3 separate regions of the Mus musculus genome follow, and regions 1 and 2 are each linked to region 3. The links are chromatin contacts, called in public Micro-C and promoter capture Hi-C maps. All regions are on one chromosome and are shown on one strand. The core of a region is the stretch at or near the end of the contact, and the rest is flanking DNA. Distances in the headings are between cores, read along the strand shown. Region 1 overlaps Wdr59 (WD repeat domain 59). Region 2 overlaps Wdr59 (WD repeat domain 59). Region 3 holds the start of Znrf1 (zinc and ring finger 1).

Region 1 (3,493 bases), core at 346-2,845, 35 kb after region 3:
GGTTTTGAGTGCCTATTTGTAAATTCCCCAGGATTATACCTAGCTTTGTTTTGTTTTCTGAGAAACTTACCACTCTCCAAAAAGATTTTGGGTCATGTCATCTCTGGCACCTTTCTCTCGATCCTTTGCCTCCATTCTTTTCTCTAGAACAGTGGCTTTCAACTGCCTGATGCTGCGCCCCTTTAACATAGTTCCTCATTGTTGTGGTGACCCCCAACCATAAAATTATTTTTGCTGCTATTTCATAGCTATAGTTTTGCTACTCTTATGAACCACAACGTAAATATCTAATATGCAGAAGTCAACCCCTGTGAAAGGGTTATTTGACCCTCAAAGGGGTCATAACCCACAGGTTGATAACCACTCCCCCAGAGCAACTGTAGATTTCTGTGCCTGACCCCTTATGATTACTATTGTGTGTGTGTGTCATGTGGATATGTGTTCCTGCTCATGTGTGCACGTGCGTATGTGTGTATCTGTGTGCACGTGTTTGCATGTGTGCATACATGTATGTAGAGGCCAGAAGTCATTGTGGGATGTCTTTCTTGACCATTCTCCACCATATTTTTTTGAGACAGGATCTCTTACTGAACCTGGAGTTCACTAATTTGCTGGGTGGCTCAGCTGGGTGGCCAGTAACCCCCAGAGTTTCTCCTCTCTCCACGTCCCCAGTGCAGAAATTCTGTTCCCAGCTTTTCATATGGATGCTGGGCATCAGACTCAGGCTCTCATGCTCTCTGACTAAGCTGTGTTCCAGTACTTAATGGACTGGTTTTTTAAAAGCTGAACCCAGAGAATCTGCCATAAAGTCAGCTTCTGTACCTCACCTCCTTTACCTTAGGCAGTTAGGAGAGCTAACACCCCAGGTATGTGCCGAGCCACTCACTGTCTTCTCGTCCTTGCTTCCTCTCAGAGTAATCAACGGGTCGACCTTTATAAGTGGAAAGATGGCAGCGGGGAAGTTGGTACAACTTTACAGGGGCACACTCGAGTTATCAGGTAGGCATTGCCCCTGGGCAGCTCCTTGGCCTGTCTCACTTCGTCACAGTCCTTTGATGAATGAAAGGAAGACGCCAGCCTCTTCACATGCTTGACCTGCTGTATCGCCTTTGCCCTGAGTAGCCAGCAGGGCTCAGACTTCCAGGCAAAGTGCCTACAGATAACGGAGAGCACAGCCACTTAAAATTTAGGAAGCATAACTTGGCTACAGCCTAGACCAAAGTACAGGTCAGGGCTGAGTTTTACTGCAGGAAGGAGTTGTTGCTATGAAACAGTCTCCCTATTTGGTGTCCGTAGTGGCCAGCATGCCAAGACACCCCGGCAGCAGCCATGGGTGGAGCCTCGGGGGGCTCCTGTTTCAGAGCTGCCTCCACGAGGGGCTTGCTTTCCAGAGCTCCCTGATCCTCTTTTCTACAAGGTTGCTATTTCCTTTTCCTGGAGAGTACTAGCAGGGAGTGTGGGGCTGGGGGAGATGACCTGGAAATGATAGGAAAAGTTAGTCATCTGACCTGGAAGTGATAGGAAAGGTGAGATACACAATGTGTGTACACAGTGTCTGAGGATTGCTGCCTTTCCTAGGACTGAGGGTAACAGGCAGGAAGGAACAGTTTTGTCACTGCTTAAGACGGTTTACCCAAGGCTCCCGTGGTTGATAACTCAGAGATCACACTATGCTTCCTCCTTGTTTTGTCTGTTTATTCAGAGAGAGGGGAGAAGGAGAGAGTAGGGCGAGGAAGAGTGGGAGTTGTTAGGGGAGGGGGGAGCTTATGTTTTGTCTGCTGTTGTTTTTAAGTCTTAAGGGCAATTTAATAGAGTTGCAAAGAAAAGCTCCAGGGTTAGGTTAGCCACAGTCTCATAGCCGCCCGGAGGAGGAAGGTGGAGAAGAGGAAAAGGCCAGGCAGTTTGGGTCAAACCTGCGTACATGGGTCAGCCATGTTTGTGGGGAGGGGAACTTTAGAGAAAGCATGCTTACAAAGAGATAGAAAAAAAAAAGAAAAGGAAGCTGTGCTTTTTTGGATCAGGACTCAGAAAAAGGGCAGGATGGCCAGGAGCTTGCTGCAGCATCCTCCTGCTGTGGCCCGCGGCGTCTGCAGCATCCACCTCAGTGCATGTTGTGAGGTGAATGCCCCATGTCTTTTCAAGAGTAGACAGGATTATGGCCAGCAGTTCTAGGGAGACGGACCTGAGTTTCCTTCCCAGCTCGGTTAACTCTTGTTCTTTCGCACAGAGCTTTAGTGCCTTGCCCTGAGCCGTGTTAGGAGGCATACTGTGAAGACATGAAACCATTAGAAACGGAATTTGTTAATGCTTTTGAATATGACATTGATGTTCTGTCTTTCTGTTGTTCTGTTTGTCTCTGTCAGCGACTTGGACTGGGCAGTGTTTGAGCCAGATCTCCTGGTCACCAGCTCTGTGGACACCTACATCTACATCTGGGATATCAAGTAAGAACAATGAGAGGCCATGGCCTTTTGGTGGACCGCTGAGAACTTTGTTAGAGCTTAAGTGTCTTAGTTTGGTTCCCATGGATGCAGATCCTAGACCAGGCTGTGAGAGCAGGTATAGTAAGAGGTAAGAGAAGAGCTGCCAGGGATAAAGAAGACAGGCAGTTATGGATGGCCACGAGGAAACTCCTTCCTCAGCTGTGACCTGAGGAGGGCCTGGGGGGTAGGGGACTGCAGTCAGAGCTGATGGCTGCCCCCAGAAGTGTGAATGCCTCGACTCTTTAGGCTTGCCAGGGTTCTGGAAAGCAGTCTTCAGAGACCAGACAAATCCCTTTGGCAAAGCAGCACAGATGCTGGCATTTGCGAGTTGAGCTGGTCTGCAGAGGGGGCAAGTGATGAGTTGCTAAGACATCTGCTTAGCTCTTATGGCTCTGTGAGGCGTCTGTTCTCCGTCTGTCTGGGGTGAGGCGGGGTAGGGAAGCTAATGGCCTCATCATATGGTTGCACCTCATGAGGTAAAGTCAAAGGAGCCCCCGGCCTGAGGCCTGCCGTGTCCAGGAGCAGCTCTTTTGCTGATGGTCAGAGCTGGTCATTCCCAGTGGGCCATCAGTGTATTGGAGGTCCCGTGGCTGCCAGGTCACTGTCTCCCACGTGGCAGGGACTTTCATTGTTTTACCCCACCAGCAGGGAGTGTAGACAGGTGACAAGCCAGAGATGGAGGGGGACAGACTGTTCAAACCAGCAACAGTGGTCTGAGGCAATAAGGTGTGTGTCTCTAACCTGACCAAATATGGCCCCCTTACCTGCAGACCAGCTCTTAAGTCTGTGGGTCTCAGGACAACACCTGAGGAGAATCATGGCATTCTGAAGTAGTAGAGGGGAGCCTTCAGCAATTGGAGAGTCCTCAGGGAGCCAAGCAAGGGCTAGGACTGGGGAGTACCGCTCATGTACATGCAGTAAGTGCTTTCATCATTCAGATACCGAATTAGCCCAGCGTGGTGGCACATGCCTTTAATGCTAGCACTTGGGACACAGAGGCAGGTAGATCT
Region 2 (3,789 bases), core at 126-2,625, 52 kb after region 3:
AGACACAGTGACCATTTCTCTTACATCTCTAGCCCTACATCTTTATCCTTATGTTTTGGTTTTTTGGTTTTTGGTGTTGCTGTCAATCAAACGCAGGGTTTTGGGCACACTAGGAAAACACTTCAGCATTGACGCCTACTCTGCACACCACCCTTTGCCCTTGCTTTCAGCTCTGTGCCAATGACATACTGGATGGTGTTGATGAGTTCATTGAGAGCATCTCTCTCCTGCCGGAACCAGAGAAGACCCCACATCCTCAAGACATAGATCACCAGCCCAGCTTAAGCCATGGAGAGGAAGATGGTAATGTAACTGATGTCCTAGGGGAGGGACCCCACTCTGCGTTCCAGAGTTACATAGCAGAGACCCCAGAACTGACTAAAACATTTCTAAAACATTTCCAATATTGCCTGTTTCTCCTGGTAGCCATAAAGGAAGACCCTCCCAGCAGTTTGCTGGAAGAGAAGAGATCAGACCAACTAGGCCTCCCCCAGACTCTGCAACAGGAGTTCTCCTTGATCAACGTGCAGATCCGGAATGTCAATGTGGAGGTAAGGCAGAGTTATACACTGAGTCTCTGTCAGAGTCTCTGTCAGAGCTGCCCAACACAGGCACTGAGAACTCTGGCCCTGTGGAAGAACAAGAAGCACACTTAACTGCTGAGCCATCTCTCTAGCTCCAGTCTTCATTTTTAACTCACACGTTTCTGTAGAAATAGAAGTTTTAAAAACATAGACATTTTTTGAAGCTCATGTACCATAGCATCTCCGTAGCACCCAGAATTCTATCCCCTTATTTTATGATATTGGCTCAAGGAAGGCCTGCTGATTGTCAGGAATACGGGGCAGGCTAATGGCAGAGCTGAGTTTGGAGCTGCAGCTCCTGTCTCTCCATGCTATTATACTGTGCTCTTCCATCTCCCCTTTGTGAGCTAGTTTCCTCTTCTGTAAATTCAGAGTGAGAAGATGACCAAAGCCTCTTGTTCACTTAGTACTTGGAGCAGACCTGGATCAGCAGGTTGTTCTTCAGTGACAGAATCTAAGGAGAGTGAGGCCAGAAGATGAGACAATAAAGAAAACGTTAACCTGGGATCAGGAGGTCTTGCACAAGCTATGTCTTAGGCTAAGCAAACTTACTAAGAAATACAGCATCTCACATATACAGTTTCCAGGGGAGACATGGGATGAAGTCAGTAGAAACTGGCTGTCACACAATGGGACAAAGTCCACAAGATGCTAATCAAGCTGCTGTGTTGCACGAAGGGAGCCTGGTCTGCAATGTACTTGTGATACCCCATGCTCAGCACAGCGGCCTTGGGACTGATAACTCCAGTCTCTTCAAGGGGAAAAGCCAAGTACCCAGGAACCAAAACCTTAACTTGTTTGATGCCCAGACCGCAGCCCCAGACTAAACCTTGCCAAGTCTGCTCCTGAGCAAGGACATAACATAAAACTTGGTTCTTTTTGTTGTTTCAGCGGGGCCTCTGAAAGCCTTGGATTGGCCTGGCTCTCAATGTGGAACAGTGTGTGTGTGTGTGTCTGTGTCTGTGTCTGTGTGTGTGTGTAGACTTCAAGAATCTTTGTTTCAGAGACCTGAGTATCACTCCAAGAAGGGCTTTGGGAGCTCAGGTATTCACAATAGGAATGTGTACTACAGTGCTGTGATTTGTTTAGTCTTTAAAGCTGTTTTGTAATGCAGAGTTATCACGCTTCACAGATGAAGAAATTGAGACACAAGGTACAAAATGACTTCAAAGGCCAGCAGCTGTTTGGTGGGAAGACATAATATTTGAATATTTAAATGTAGTTGAATAGTTGAGGTTTTTAGGTTTAGCTCTCTTCACTAACTTGACTTCAGTTGCTTTTTCTAGTTGGCCACAATGGAAATCAACAGACCTAAAGGCTACTTTAATGGCTTCTCTGTATCAGCTTAGCCTGCACTGCTGTTGTCCCAGTTGAGAGCAGTGGTGATCTGGTGAGAGCAGTGGTGGTCTACTGAGAACAGTGGTGGTCTACTGAGAGCAGTGGTGGTCTACTGAGAGCAGTGGTGGTCTGCTGAGAACAGTGGTGGTCTGCTGAGAACAATGGTGGTCAGCCTTCAGAAAGGCCTTGATTGGGGAGTTGTGCAGCTTCCACCATTGCCTAATTCCAGAACAAAAGACAAAACAGAATTCAACAAAGAAACCTCTGTGTCTTAGTTAGGATTTCTATTGCTGTGAAGAGATCCTGCAACCATGCCAACTCTTATAAAGGACAATATTTAATTGGGGCTGGTTTGTAGTCCAGAGGTTTAGTCCATTACTGTCATGGTGGGAAGTGTGCAGGCAGACATGGTGCTGGAGAAGATGCTAAGAGTTCTGCATCCTGATTTGCAGGCAGCTGGGAGAGAACTGATTTGAACTTCTGACACACTTCCTCCAACAAGGCCACAGATCCTAAGAGTACAACTCTCTATGAGCCAAGCATTCAAATACAGGAATCTATGGGGACCACACCTATTCAAACCACCACACTGTAACCAGCAAGTGTGGTAGCACACTTCTGTAGTCTCAACACTCAGGGACGTTCATGAGTTCAAGGTCAGCCTTAGCTCTATATCAAATTCCAGACTAGCCTGGAGTACATAGTGAGACCTGTCTCAAAAAAAATTTAAAAACTCCTTTATGCAACTATAGAGATGGATCAGAAATTAGGAGTACTAGCCACTCTCTCAGAGGACCCAAGTTAGGTTCCCAGCACTCACATGGCAGCTCATAACTGTAACTCTAATTCAGGGGACCTGAGTCCCTCCCCAAGCCTTTGTGGGTACTACAAGCATGTGGCACACATGCATACAGATAGAAAGTCTTTTAAAAGAACATCTATACCTGTTATCAGTTACTCTCCATTGCCCCTGCTCCTACCCATCCCACACCCCATTGCCCCTGGCCCCACAGTCACTATTTTATTTTCTGCTATCCATTCTCTCAGGAGTTTTTAAGTTGACTCGGGTTATGTCTTTCAACTTCTTGCTTTATTTATTTTTTTTCATCACAAATTAAGTATACAAGTTTTAGTCAGCATTGCAACTTTGAGATGCTTTTTTTTTTTAAAGATAAAAATATTTTGCGTTTGGGGCTGAAGCGATAGCTCTCTGGTTAAGAGCACCTGCTGTTCTTCCAGAGGGTCTAGGTTCCATTCCAGCACCCACATGATGGATCACAACCTCTATAACTCAGTTTCAGGGAATCCAATGCCCTCTTCTGCCCTCCAAAGGCACCAGACATATGAGCAGTATACAGACATACCTATACACATAAAATTAAAAAATAATATATATATATATATATATATGAATTTATTTAAACCAGTACTAAAACTTAAAAATCTGTTCTGAAAATGAATTATTTTTCAAACTTATTTACCTTTATAGGTATTTCCCTTCACTCAGTTACTAGGAGCTGAGCATTTGTGTTGATTGCTAAAATCTGTGTCTTGCTGAGGGTGTGGTTCACAGGGACATGACAGGTCTTGCCTATTCAAGGCCGGCGTTGAGGCTCAGCACCGCAAAGACGATGCGGCACAGTATGATAAGGTGTGCAGGTGCCTCTGCAGTCCCTTTGCTGTTTGTCTTGCAGATGGACGCTGCAGACCGGAGCTGCACAGTGTCTGTGCACTGCAGCAACCACCGTGTGAAGATGCTGGTGACCTTCCCGGCGCAGTACCCTAACAACGCTGCTCCTTCCTTCCAGTTCATTAATCCTACCACTATCACGTCTGCCGTGAAGGCCAAGCTGCTGAAGGTGAGGCT
Region 3 (3,283 bases), core at 620-3,119:
AGAGGCCTGCCCTGGCTTCTCAGGACAGCCAAGCAGACAGACCTGTTTTCCTGTAGAAGTCTCTGCCAGGCCTTTGCTGCCCTACCACCAGCCAGGGCCTGGGAAATCCCCCTCCAGCCTTTTCCTGGCCTGTCACCAGAAGTGCACAGAATGAGTTCATCTCCATCCTTTCCATCTTCCTCTTCCCTAGTCATGTGCCAGCTGTGGGGCAATACCACCCCACCTCTCCTGGGCTCTATGAAAAGAAAAAAAAAAAAAAAGATGCACAATCACGGGAAGAACAAGCACTTATCGTGGAGCAGGGGAAAAAAGATGGAGGGATGTGAGAATCCCTGAGCCAAATCTACTGCATGCAGACCAGAATCCTGGTCCTGCAAACCCAAAGACGGAGGCTTTCCACATAGCAGACCACACCTGTCTAAGCCAGCCTCCTGTTCCATTTTAAACAATTGATACAGCAAACCAGTCGGGTGGAAAAACAAACCACCTCCCTTTCCTAGCGAGAATAAGAACCCTAATCCAAGAATCACTCGCCCCTAGTTTTATTTCTTTTCTCACTCTTTGTTTAGGAGACACTACCTCCTTAACCAGAAAGGTAGGTACCATGCTGCAGCGGCAGAAATGAAGAGTCTCAGACAAGAAGACCTTTGAGGATCATGACGCTAATAAATGCGACCTCAATAGGCAGGTTTCACTCAGCCATCCACAAGTGAACACATGCCTGCAGTCCTAAGGTACCCGGCTCCACACGCCTAGTAGGCAGCTTTCCCCCTAGGCAGTAGTTATCTTATTTGATCCTATTCATCCTCTGACATGGAAGGAACCAGGGGAAGGGCAGGAGTTAGCTTCATACCCATACCTTAGCACATTAAGAGGTTTCGGGCGCCCCGGCGCGCCCTCCCTTGCACTCCACCCTTCAAGGCCTCCGTCACCCGCGGACTCACCACTGTGCGAGCTGAACCACCTGGGTGCGATGTGCAGAGGTAGAGCATCCGCCAGCGAGGCTCGGGAGCCCAGGTACAGCATCCCGTCTCTATGGTGACCGCCGCCGGTCTCTTGGTAACCATTGCCGTGGGCATAGGTGGAGTCCGACGTGGACCCTCCGCCGCCCGGCGCCCTCTCGGAGTCGCCGGTCCCGCGGGAGGCGGGGGTGTAGAGACTAAAGGGCACCCCTCCGGCCGTGCTGGGGTCCATGCCCATGCCCGCCACCGAGCTGACCGAGCGGCTGCGCAGCCCCATCGCCCCGCCGCCCGTCCGGTAGTGCCCAAAGTGGGGCGCCCCTCCCGGCGGCGGCACGGCGCTGTCATCCGTAGAGACCCCCGGGAAGGGGCCCCGAGAGCGGGCCGCCGTGCTCTGCTTGCCCCCCATGTTCGCCGGGGCCCCGGTGGGGCGGGAACGTGGAGGCTGAAACCCTCCCCCACTACTCAGAAGCGGGTGGAGGTCTGGGCGAACATAAAGGCGGAGGGTTGGGGTTGGGGAGAGTCACAAAAGAGCCCCGAGGGGAGAAAAATGAAAAAAGGTGAGGGGGGGAATCCTCAAAAAAAATCCGCGGGGTGGAAAAAGCAAGCGAGCGGGGACCCCAAACTAAGAATTTCAAACTGTCCAAGCCGAATGCATGTTCCCCTTAAGGTCCGAAGAAGCGCGGTCCAGAGCCGGCGCCTCGCGCCACAGGCCGCCCCCGGGCTCCGGAGCCTAAGGAGCCGCAGCGAAGGGAGGGAGGAGCCGGAGGAGGCCGCTCGCCCGCAGCAGGAAGCGGCGGAGGCTCCGGGCGCCGCGCCGTTCGCGTCCCCCGTCTCAGGACTCCTCAGCCCGCGCCGGCGGCCCTCACTCCTCCAGGCTTCGGGAGGGCTCGCGGCGGTGGGGCAGCCAGGCGGAGCTCTGGAAGCCGCGGTCGCGTGGCGTCGCGCTCCGGCTCCAGCCGCCGCCGGCCCCGCCAGCCAGCCGCACCGCCCCGCTCCGTCCCGGGCTGCGCTCGCCGGCGCTCCTCGCCGCCGTGGAGACAATGGAGGGCGGCAGAGCGCACGCGCGGCCCGCGCCCCCTCCCTCCTCCCGCACCCCCCCCCCCGCCGGGTTAACCCCTTCGCGGCCCCTGCGGCGCAGCAGCGAGCTGCGGCCTTGGAGGTCCCCACCCACCTACCGCCTGCGCCCCGGGCGGTCCAGGGACAGGACGTCTCCAGCCGCCGGGCGTCTGCGACAGAGGTCAGACTTCCTCTGGATCACAGCTCTGCTGGAGTCGCGGCGAAAGTCGAATCAATGTCTTCAAAACGAGACCCTGAGTGGGGGGAGGGGTAACGACGGTTTTAGCGGGTAGGAAGGAAACACCGAGAAGAAAGAAAAACCAACTAATAAAGCCTACCTGGGTTTGAAGGGTCACTGGGGGAGCTCCCCTCCCGCCACAGACCTGCCCTCACAGCACCCTCTGGTGGATATGCTGTCCATTCGTTTGGAGGTTCTCCATCCAAGGACCCCAGCCAACCTTAGGAAGTTTAGCATGGGGGGCGGGGGGGGGGGGGGAGGAGGGAATCAGCTTGGACCCAAACACATTTGGGATTAGCTGTTAGGAGATACAACAGTGCCCCAGTGGCGCCTAGACTTTGCTGTCGTTAGATCAGAACCAACTATTTGGGTCTGAATCGATTCCTTAGGCTAGAATATAATCCTCAAAATCAATAGGTGGATTAAAAAAAAAAAAAAAGTAAGAACCATGCAGCGGGAAAGCTGTTTTAGAAACTCCTTGCCCAAGGCCGATTGCTGTTTTGTTTATCATGTATTTTGACATAGAGCCATATTTTGACATAGAGCCACAAGGCAAGGGCACAGTACTCAATAAATATTTGTTGACCAAATTGCATTTTGCAACAGAGACTCACCTTGCCAGGTCAGTCCCAGTCTTTCTCATATTTTCACTTTGCTTATTCTTTGAGCAAATAATTTTTCAAGTGCTCAGCTCTGAGCACCGTAAGCATCACCCAGTCACTAACCTGACCTTCTCTTGTCACTCTGTCAAGTGGGCTCCGTGCTTCCGAAAATGGAATTGGAGGGAGATTTAAAGGGGCTAATAGACTTGTCTCTTCCAGTGTGACTAGCCTGGAAGGCCACAGAAAGATGGTTGTTTGCAAGCACAGAGTGCTGGGGGTGAGCTAAAAGCTTCGAACAAGCTGGGCAGTGGTGGCCTATGCCTTTAATCCCAGCACTTGGGAGGCAGAGACAGGAGGATTTCTGAGTTCGAGGCCAGCCTGGTCTACAGAGTGAGTTCCAGGACAGCCAAGGCTATACAGAGAAA

The links. Promoter capture Hi-C pulls out the DNA fragments that hold promoters and counts their contacts. A called contact is a pair of places that touch in the nucleus more often than the background predicts.
Region 1: a promoter capture Hi-C map of liver shows a contact between it and region 3, with 2.0 times the contacts expected there. The contact joins the enhancer-like site here to the promoter of Znrf1 in region 3. A contact is called at or near these places in 4 of 39 promoter capture datasets (the C10 cell line, frontonasal cranial neural crest and liver), 5 of 115 datasets of contacts at active chromatin or transcription factors (the SCID.adh cell line, embryonic fibroblasts and embryonic stem cells) and 3 of 9 other capture datasets (adipose tissue, liver and pancreatic islet).
Region 2: a contact with region 3 is called in a Micro-C map of granulosa cells, with 2.1 times the contacts expected there. The contact joins the enhancer-like site here to the promoter of Znrf1 in region 3. A contact is called at or near these places in 6 of 39 promoter capture datasets (the 3T3-L1 cell line, frontonasal cranial neural crest, hematopoietic stem and progenitor cells and 2 more), 2 of 484 Hi-C or Micro-C datasets (granulosa cells and uterus), 4 of 115 datasets of contacts at active chromatin or transcription factors (CD8 T cells, the SCID.adh cell line and embryonic stem cells) and 2 of 9 other capture datasets (adipose tissue and pancreatic islet).

The regions. Positions count from the first base shown.
Region 1 is chr8:111,499,988-111,503,480 of GRCm38.p6, reverse strand. Wdr59 (WD repeat domain 59) reads left to right here. Exons shown (of 26, transcript NM_001170742.1): 4 at 914-999; 5 at 2,364-2,444. Among named protein-coding and RNA genes, the nearest start is that of Wdr59, 20 kb to the left of the region's middle. Within about 2 kb of position 1,595, at least 7 of the 459 cell types and tissues checked have an H3K27ac peak or open chromatin away from gene starts, as enhancers often do. A contact at or near this core is called in liver, where this site is marked.
Region 2 is chr8:111,481,852-111,485,640 of GRCm38.p6, reverse strand. It overlaps Wdr59 (WD repeat domain 59), which reads left to right. Exons shown (of 26, transcript NM_001170742.1): 12 at 171-303; 13 at 427-551; 14 at 3,617-3,781. Among named protein-coding and RNA genes, the nearest start is that of Wdr59, 38 kb to the left of the region's middle. Within about 2 kb of position 1,375, at least 8 of the 459 cell types and tissues checked have an H3K27ac peak or open chromatin away from gene starts, as enhancers often do. A contact at or near this core is called in granulosa cells, where this site is marked.
Region 3 is chr8:111,535,226-111,538,508 of GRCm38.p6, reverse strand. It overlaps Znrf1 (zinc and ring finger 1), which reads right to left and starts at 1,869. Exons shown (of 4, transcript NM_133206.4): 1 at 945-1,869. The coding sequence starts at 1,368.